Linked DNA regions of Callithrix jacchus: region 2 is linked to region 1. A link is a contact called in public Hi-C data. All regions are on one chromosome and are shown on one strand. The core of a region is the stretch at or near the end of the contact, and the rest is flanking DNA. Distances in the headings are between cores, read along the strand shown. Region 1 has its middle 76 kb from the start of SPAG17. Region 2 has its middle 78 kb from the start of TRNAC-GCA.

The links. A called contact is a pair of places that touch in the nucleus more often than the background predicts.
Region 2: a Hi-C map of skeletal muscle shows a contact between it and region 1, with 4 times the contacts expected there. The contact joins two enhancer-like sites. A contact is called at or near these places in 2 of 3 Hi-C or Micro-C datasets (both in skeletal muscle).

What each region holds. Positions count from the first base shown.
Region 1 is chr7:156,354,651-156,357,807 of calJac240_pri, reverse strand. No RefSeq gene overlaps it. Among named protein-coding and RNA genes, the nearest start is that of SPAG17, 76 kb to the right of the region's middle. Within about 2 kb of position 1,722, at least 2 of the 16 cell types and tissues checked have an H3K27ac peak or open chromatin away from gene starts, as enhancers often do. A contact at or near this core is called in skeletal muscle, where this site is marked.
Region 2 is chr7:156,810,936-156,814,092 of calJac240_pri, reverse strand. No RefSeq gene overlaps it. Among named protein-coding and RNA genes, the nearest start is that of TRNAC-GCA, 78 kb to the left of the region's middle. Within about 2 kb of position 1,687, at least 1 of the 16 cell types and tissues checked has an H3K27ac peak or open chromatin away from gene starts, as enhancers often do. A contact at or near this core is called in skeletal muscle, where this site is marked.

The DNA of each region.
Region 1 (3,157 bases), core at 473-2,972:
ACATTTAAATAGAATCATGCTTATATGCTGTTTAGAATGTATATGCTGCATTGTACACCAAGCCAACAACAAATATGGGTGGGTCCACAATGTATGATTATAGAATCAGAAAATCCCAGTTTTGGAAGATCTCTTAGAAGAGTTTTAGCCCAGGAGTGCCCGTCCCAGCATCGGTGACAGATAATACCAGCATCTGACCAAAGGCTTCTACTGTCACAGAACTTATTAACACCTCCTTTGCCCAGTTCCGGCGAATGTTTCTACAGCACATGTGGTTTACAAAATCTGTCTGTACAGAGCAGACCTAAGCCAACATCCTTCAGTAGAAAAAGGCGGTCGCAAGTGCGATCCTTATAAATGATCAGCTGCTAAGGAGGCATTTTCTTCCATAACTTTCTCTTCACGGGAAAAACGTGGTATACATCCAGCTAAGTAAAGCTAATAAGCTAATTTGAGCTTCTCCAGTCACTAGCAATAACAGTTCCAACATTTATAACCACATTTGAATCTGTAACTGTTCTGATAACTGCCTCCAAAAATCTTTATTTGTTTACATTAGTGGTACTTGTGGAAAATTCTTCCAATAAAAACCAGGCCCCAACAAGAGGAAAAAAAAAAGGCAAAAATAAGAAGCTTACATTATTAAAAACGAAGAGCTGAACGAGTTCTTTAGGGTATGTGAGAACGTTCTTGAATGTTTTAATTCGTGCTCTTGTTACATTCAACGTGTATCATGAAGCTCTGCAGCACAGCTCCAGCCAAATTGCAGGGGGTTGTTCTGAAGCTGGACATCGATGTCAAAGCAGATAACTGTTTAATTTGCCGTAGAACGAGTGTGTCTTGTGAGAGGGAGGGTGGCATTCACGTAATCCATGTAATTCATTCATTCATCCATGCATTCACTCATCCTTTTACGTGCCAGGCATTCATCTAGTCGTTAACAGATAGGGCAGGTGACGACATTTCCTCACTTCGGGCAGTTTCCGATGGAGTATAAACGCTATGATGGCTAACCCTGAGGGACGGAATGATACATCCAGGGAAAGAGAAGCAGGTGTCGTGTTTCATGAAGAAGAAAGTGTATCATCAAAGATCAGTAAACCAAAGTAATCGCTGAATAGCCGGGAGAAATTCGGTGTTGCTGTGGACAGAGGAGTTACCAGCTAAGCAAAGATCACATCATGAAGATTCCTGTAGGCCCAGGTCGAAGTCTAAATTTACGCTCGGGGTAATGGGAAATCATTGGTGAGACAGTATAGCATAGTGCCTGAGAGCCCCAATTCTGGAATCAATTACTGAGTTTAAAAACAATCTCTGCCCTTACTATTGTCTGAAACCATATGAAATTGACAATATTTGGCCACTTTTGACTTACAAAAATGCCCATCTCATATAGTTTAAACTAATTTTAAAAAAAGAAGAATTAATTCCCATCTATGAAGTATTCAGCTGAAGCCCGCTGAGGTCTCATTCATTACAGCAGGGCGTGGGAGAGCCCATCAGAAATCCAGACAAAAGGGCCAGGCAGGTCTGCTGACTCCTCCCAGAAAATGACACCTGCCTCTGCTGGTGGCACAGGGAAGGCTATGCTTATGCCCAGGGAGGGCACTGATCTCAGCCGTCACTCAGTATCTTCGGAGCCCACCTTCCCTGCAGTGCCTGTGCCTGCTTCTCCTGTCCCTGTTTGGGGTCAGAAAATGTATGTATAACTCTGCTGGTGTCATACCCCAGCTATCTGATCCTGCTGGAGGAATTCCTGGCCCCGTGCACACACAGACCTCTCTTTTTCTTTCTCTTGCTCATTCACTTTTTTTTTTTTTTGGCTCAGGAATCTGCCTTCCCTGGTAAGGCAGGGATGAGCTTTCTGAATTGTGTTTATTTGCTGGCACTCTGGTGTGAAAGCACTCCCCGTCAACTGCATATTAATCTTGTCAGCAGTCTGTATCTATTTTCCTCCGCCTCCCTCCATTGGCCTAATTTATGGCTTTCCCTTCCCTTGCTTTCTATTGTCACGATGACAAGGAGAGCTCTGTTATGAGTGTTCAGGCCTGGGACAGTCACAAGACCTGTCCTAATAAGATCAGCTGCAGAGTGATGCAAAATCCTGCAATTTGTATGGGTGGGTGAATTTAGACCAGGCCTTCCCTAGCTGATTGTGTGCCACTCAGCCAAGTATTTATTGATACCCCATAACATGCTAGTGCTATCCGCAAACAAACAGCTAGGAAACCTGGCCCCATCTTCCAGGGGAGAAGGCGTCTAGAACAACTGGCAAACAACACAATCGGAATGTGTGCTTACATCGCAGAACCACGGCCACTAACAGCACAGGCTTGAGTTCGAACAGAGTGCTCTAAGTTCCTGTTCTGACGCTGTCTAAGTGTGTGACTATCTTTGTGTCCATTTGTGAAAATCGTGTTAATTATCCTTCTCTAAACCTCAGTTTCCCTCTCTCCAAAATCAGTGAAATGATATGGACACCACGGAGCAGTCATGAGAATTACATGACAGCATGTAGTCTTAGCTCTTGTTTTAATGTGTGGCAAATACTAAGCACTAATATGTGTGATAATTATTATTTAAAAAGGAGGATGAGAAAAATAAAAAGAGAGAAAGGGCAAGCGTGGCTGCTGCAACGAGGAAACACTCCGTGATGTTTCTGGAGCCCTGCCATCTGACGTTGACCTTTATGGTAATATGGAGTTTCTTAGGTAATTAGAACCATAAAAATCAAAACCTCAAGTTGGGGAGCGTCATCCTGTCACTGCCCCTGGAATGAGACTGGGGCTCAGACATTTAATGTGTCTAGATCCTTGAGAGCTGTCTTCAAGGACTGTGTACCCTGCACTGGACTTCTTTATGCTTCGTGGCTAAAATGAACCGTCACGAGCTCCGTCGTATTCCATGTCTGAATCAGTGCTGCTCTTAGTATCGAGGTCAACTCGTGGCTATTTTTCTAGTCGTCTTCTGTGACAAAGGTCATAGTCACTGTGATGGTGAATACTGAGTGTCAACTTGATTGAATTGAAGGATACAAAGTATCGATCCTGGGTGTGTCTGTGAGGGTGTTGTCAATGGAGATTAACACTTGAGTCAGTGGGCTGGGGAAGGCAGGACCACCCTTAGTCTGGCGGGCACCATCTAATCAGCTGCCAGA
Region 2 (3,157 bases), core at 438-2,937, 460 kb before region 1:
ATCACTCACCTGCTTTATCAACGCTTCACTACCTCCACTGCAGGATAAAAAAAAATTCCTCAGCCTGGCTTAGAAGGCCTTTTGCTGTCCTGCTTTTCAATGTGTCCTAACTGAGGAATACGGGGAGTCTGCTGGTACTTTGTCCAACTAAGGGAGGGGAAAATAAGACACCTACTCCCGTCACCTAGGAATCCTGGGAGTCTTGCTGGCAATGTTGATACTGAGCTTATATTGGGAATTGTGTGAGTCCAGTGAGGTATTGGGAAGGGCATTGGGGATGGAGGGAAACCATGTGCAAAGCACAAAGGCAGGGCAAGTGAAACACATGTGGGAAAAGACAAGTGGCTAGTTTAGTGTAGCCTGGATGTAAGGGAGCCTGCGACAGCAGCAAGAAACAGGTTGAAAAGTAAGATAATAAAAGGCCTTTGAAGCCATGCTGAGGAATTTTCTTTTTCTTTTTTTAATCCTGCAGTCGAGGTGGTAAAGGTTGATAAAGTAGTAATGACTAAAATGTTATATTCAAAATAGATCCTGGGCCTCTGTAAAACAGGTGGATTTGGGAAGGAGAAATGGTGGAGGCCCCATGAGTGGTGGAGACAGGAGGACCCATGAGTGGAGACTGCCAACACTTCAGCAACATCTGATGGAATCCTAAGGCAGAGTGGAGGTTGCCACGAGGCCACAGGGACACAGAGTGGCACTTACCTTTGTTCTTTTCTTTTTATTATACTTTAAGTTCTGGGGTACATGTGCAGATCTTGCAGGATTGTTACATAGGTATACACATGCCATGGTGGTTTGCTGCCTCCATCCCCCCTTCACCTACATTAAGTATTTCTCCTGTCGTTATCCGTCCCCAACCTCCTCACCCCGCTGCTATCGCTCCCCTAGACCCCCACCTCCCAACAGACCCCAGTGTGTGATGTTCCCTCTCTGTGTCCATGTGTTCTCATTGTTCAACACCCACTTGTGAGTGAGAACATGCAGCGGCACTCTTTCTAATAGGCATCTCCATGCCACCTCTCATTGTCCCAGACTGCCCACTTCAGTGCCCCCTCCATTGTGTCTCACCTGCTTGTCTCCTCACGTTTCTATCTAGCAAAGCCTATCTTTCTTCTATATTAGAGTAAGTAATCAATTTGACATAGAACGATGAAGTCACAGGCTCATTTTAAGAGGACCACCCTTAATTCTAAATTGGGAGCATTTCAGGTAGAGTTAACTTAAAGAGCAGAATTTTTGGCTGGGTGTGTATGTCATTTACATTTCATAGCTGGCCACCTGCTCTGCCTGCTTATAAAACCAGCCTTGTGCTGCATACAGCATGGTCTTAGGTGAACAAGTGAGAATTTTTCTCCTCAACCTTTGACAAGGTCTCTGTATCAACTTCTTTCGTTGCAAGAACTAAAAATAACTCTGGCTAATGAGGAACAAGTTATGATGCAGCTGAGGGTGAGGCAGGGTGAATTTCTTGGAAGGATACATGATGTCTCACAGAATCAAAGGTAAGTTGAGTAACCAGGCTGAGGGACTATGTAGCTGCAGTGATCTTCGAAGTCGGGAATTGATAAATGTCCCTCTGTGACACTACCTTAGAGGTGGCTTGGATCCCAATTTAGATGCTAGAGGTAAAGAGCTTGGTTGGCTTAAGTTGCTTCTTGTACCCATGTCTTGGTGAGGGCAAGATGAGGACAAGGATCCCTGTGTATCAAACCGTACAGTTCCACTTAGAATGGGGGAGAGAGAGTGAAATCTGACACCGGTAGAACAGGAAATGGACACTGGGCAGACAAATACAGATATCCACTATGGCGTTATGTTTCCAATTTGTAAAAGTGAGGAGACGAGGAGATTTTAAGTCTTCTTCTCTAAACTTTGGAGTTTAAAGATCATATGTGGCTTCGTACCCTTGTACGCTTTCACAAGTCTATGGATGCCTTTCCTCAGGTCTTCCCTTACTCAGCGAGGCAATTTTCAGTGCTAGGCTTGATGGGGTCTGAACAGAGCTATGCTGGATACTCCAGTTGGCTCATTACAGTGGAAAGGCTAATGTTCACAGAATAAAGCTATGAAGGAAAGTTTACAAAGTGATGGAACAATATAGGTTTCGTGGCTTCCTTGCAGTAGAAGATCATTCCAGAAATTTGTTTTGTTTAAAATATGTGGAATTTTTAGCTTAAGGGATTTCTACTTTTCAAGTCCAAGAAGAGACAATCATAAGTTGGTTAAAAATGTAGTTTTTCCATTTCTGATCAGACAAATTGCTCAGCAAAGAGTTTATTACAGCAAAAGGTGCTTAATCAGTCCACGTGTTAGTGGCATGGTACTGGCATAAGGACGGTCCAGAGACCCCGTAACAGTGTTCTTCATAATAAGCCGGGGCTTCTGCTTTGCTGAGACCCTGGAAGCAGCCTTCACTTGCATTTCTATAGCAATAACAGACGCTTGGCACCAGTTCCTGTTTGCCTCAAGTTTCTCTCTATTCAAGACCATAAGATGCTTTCTGGCTCTGTTCTGTCCTCATTGTGGAACTTTTCCTCCTTCATTAGAAATGGGCAGAATCCTAGAGATTTGGGCTCCAGCATTGATTTGGGAAATAAATTTTATGGAAAAATAGAGTGTGTGCCTTTGCTTTCTAACTTTAGTTTTTACTTGTATGTGACTCAAACTGAAATTATAACCTTCTATTATTTTCTCCTTGAATGATTTTTGACTTATTTTAACTAATAGGGGAAATAAACTAACCAGTGTCAGCATTAGAAAACCATGTGTAATAGCAAATGAAAAACCAACATCCATGACTTATAAAAATTAATGGCAGGGTGTGGCACACAGCTGCCCAACCGATGAGAAGAAAGCTATATTGTGAATTGCTGAGGAATTAACTATTGTAAGAGGAGAAGCATAGTCATAGTGGATTTAAGCTGGTAACGTGGGTGTAGAGAATGGCGGAGAGGGAGAAAAAACACTTAAGCATTTGCCTGAGAGTCGTGTCTTTCTTTTATACATACATATTTTTCACCATGGAAATATTCATTCAATGACAATTGCATTGGTTATGACAGTTGCTGCTGGTGAAATTGGAAAAATAAATTATTCTAAGAAAAGGAAGATCTAGATGTGAGACATCTTGACTAACAGAATCTCAGCAGAGATA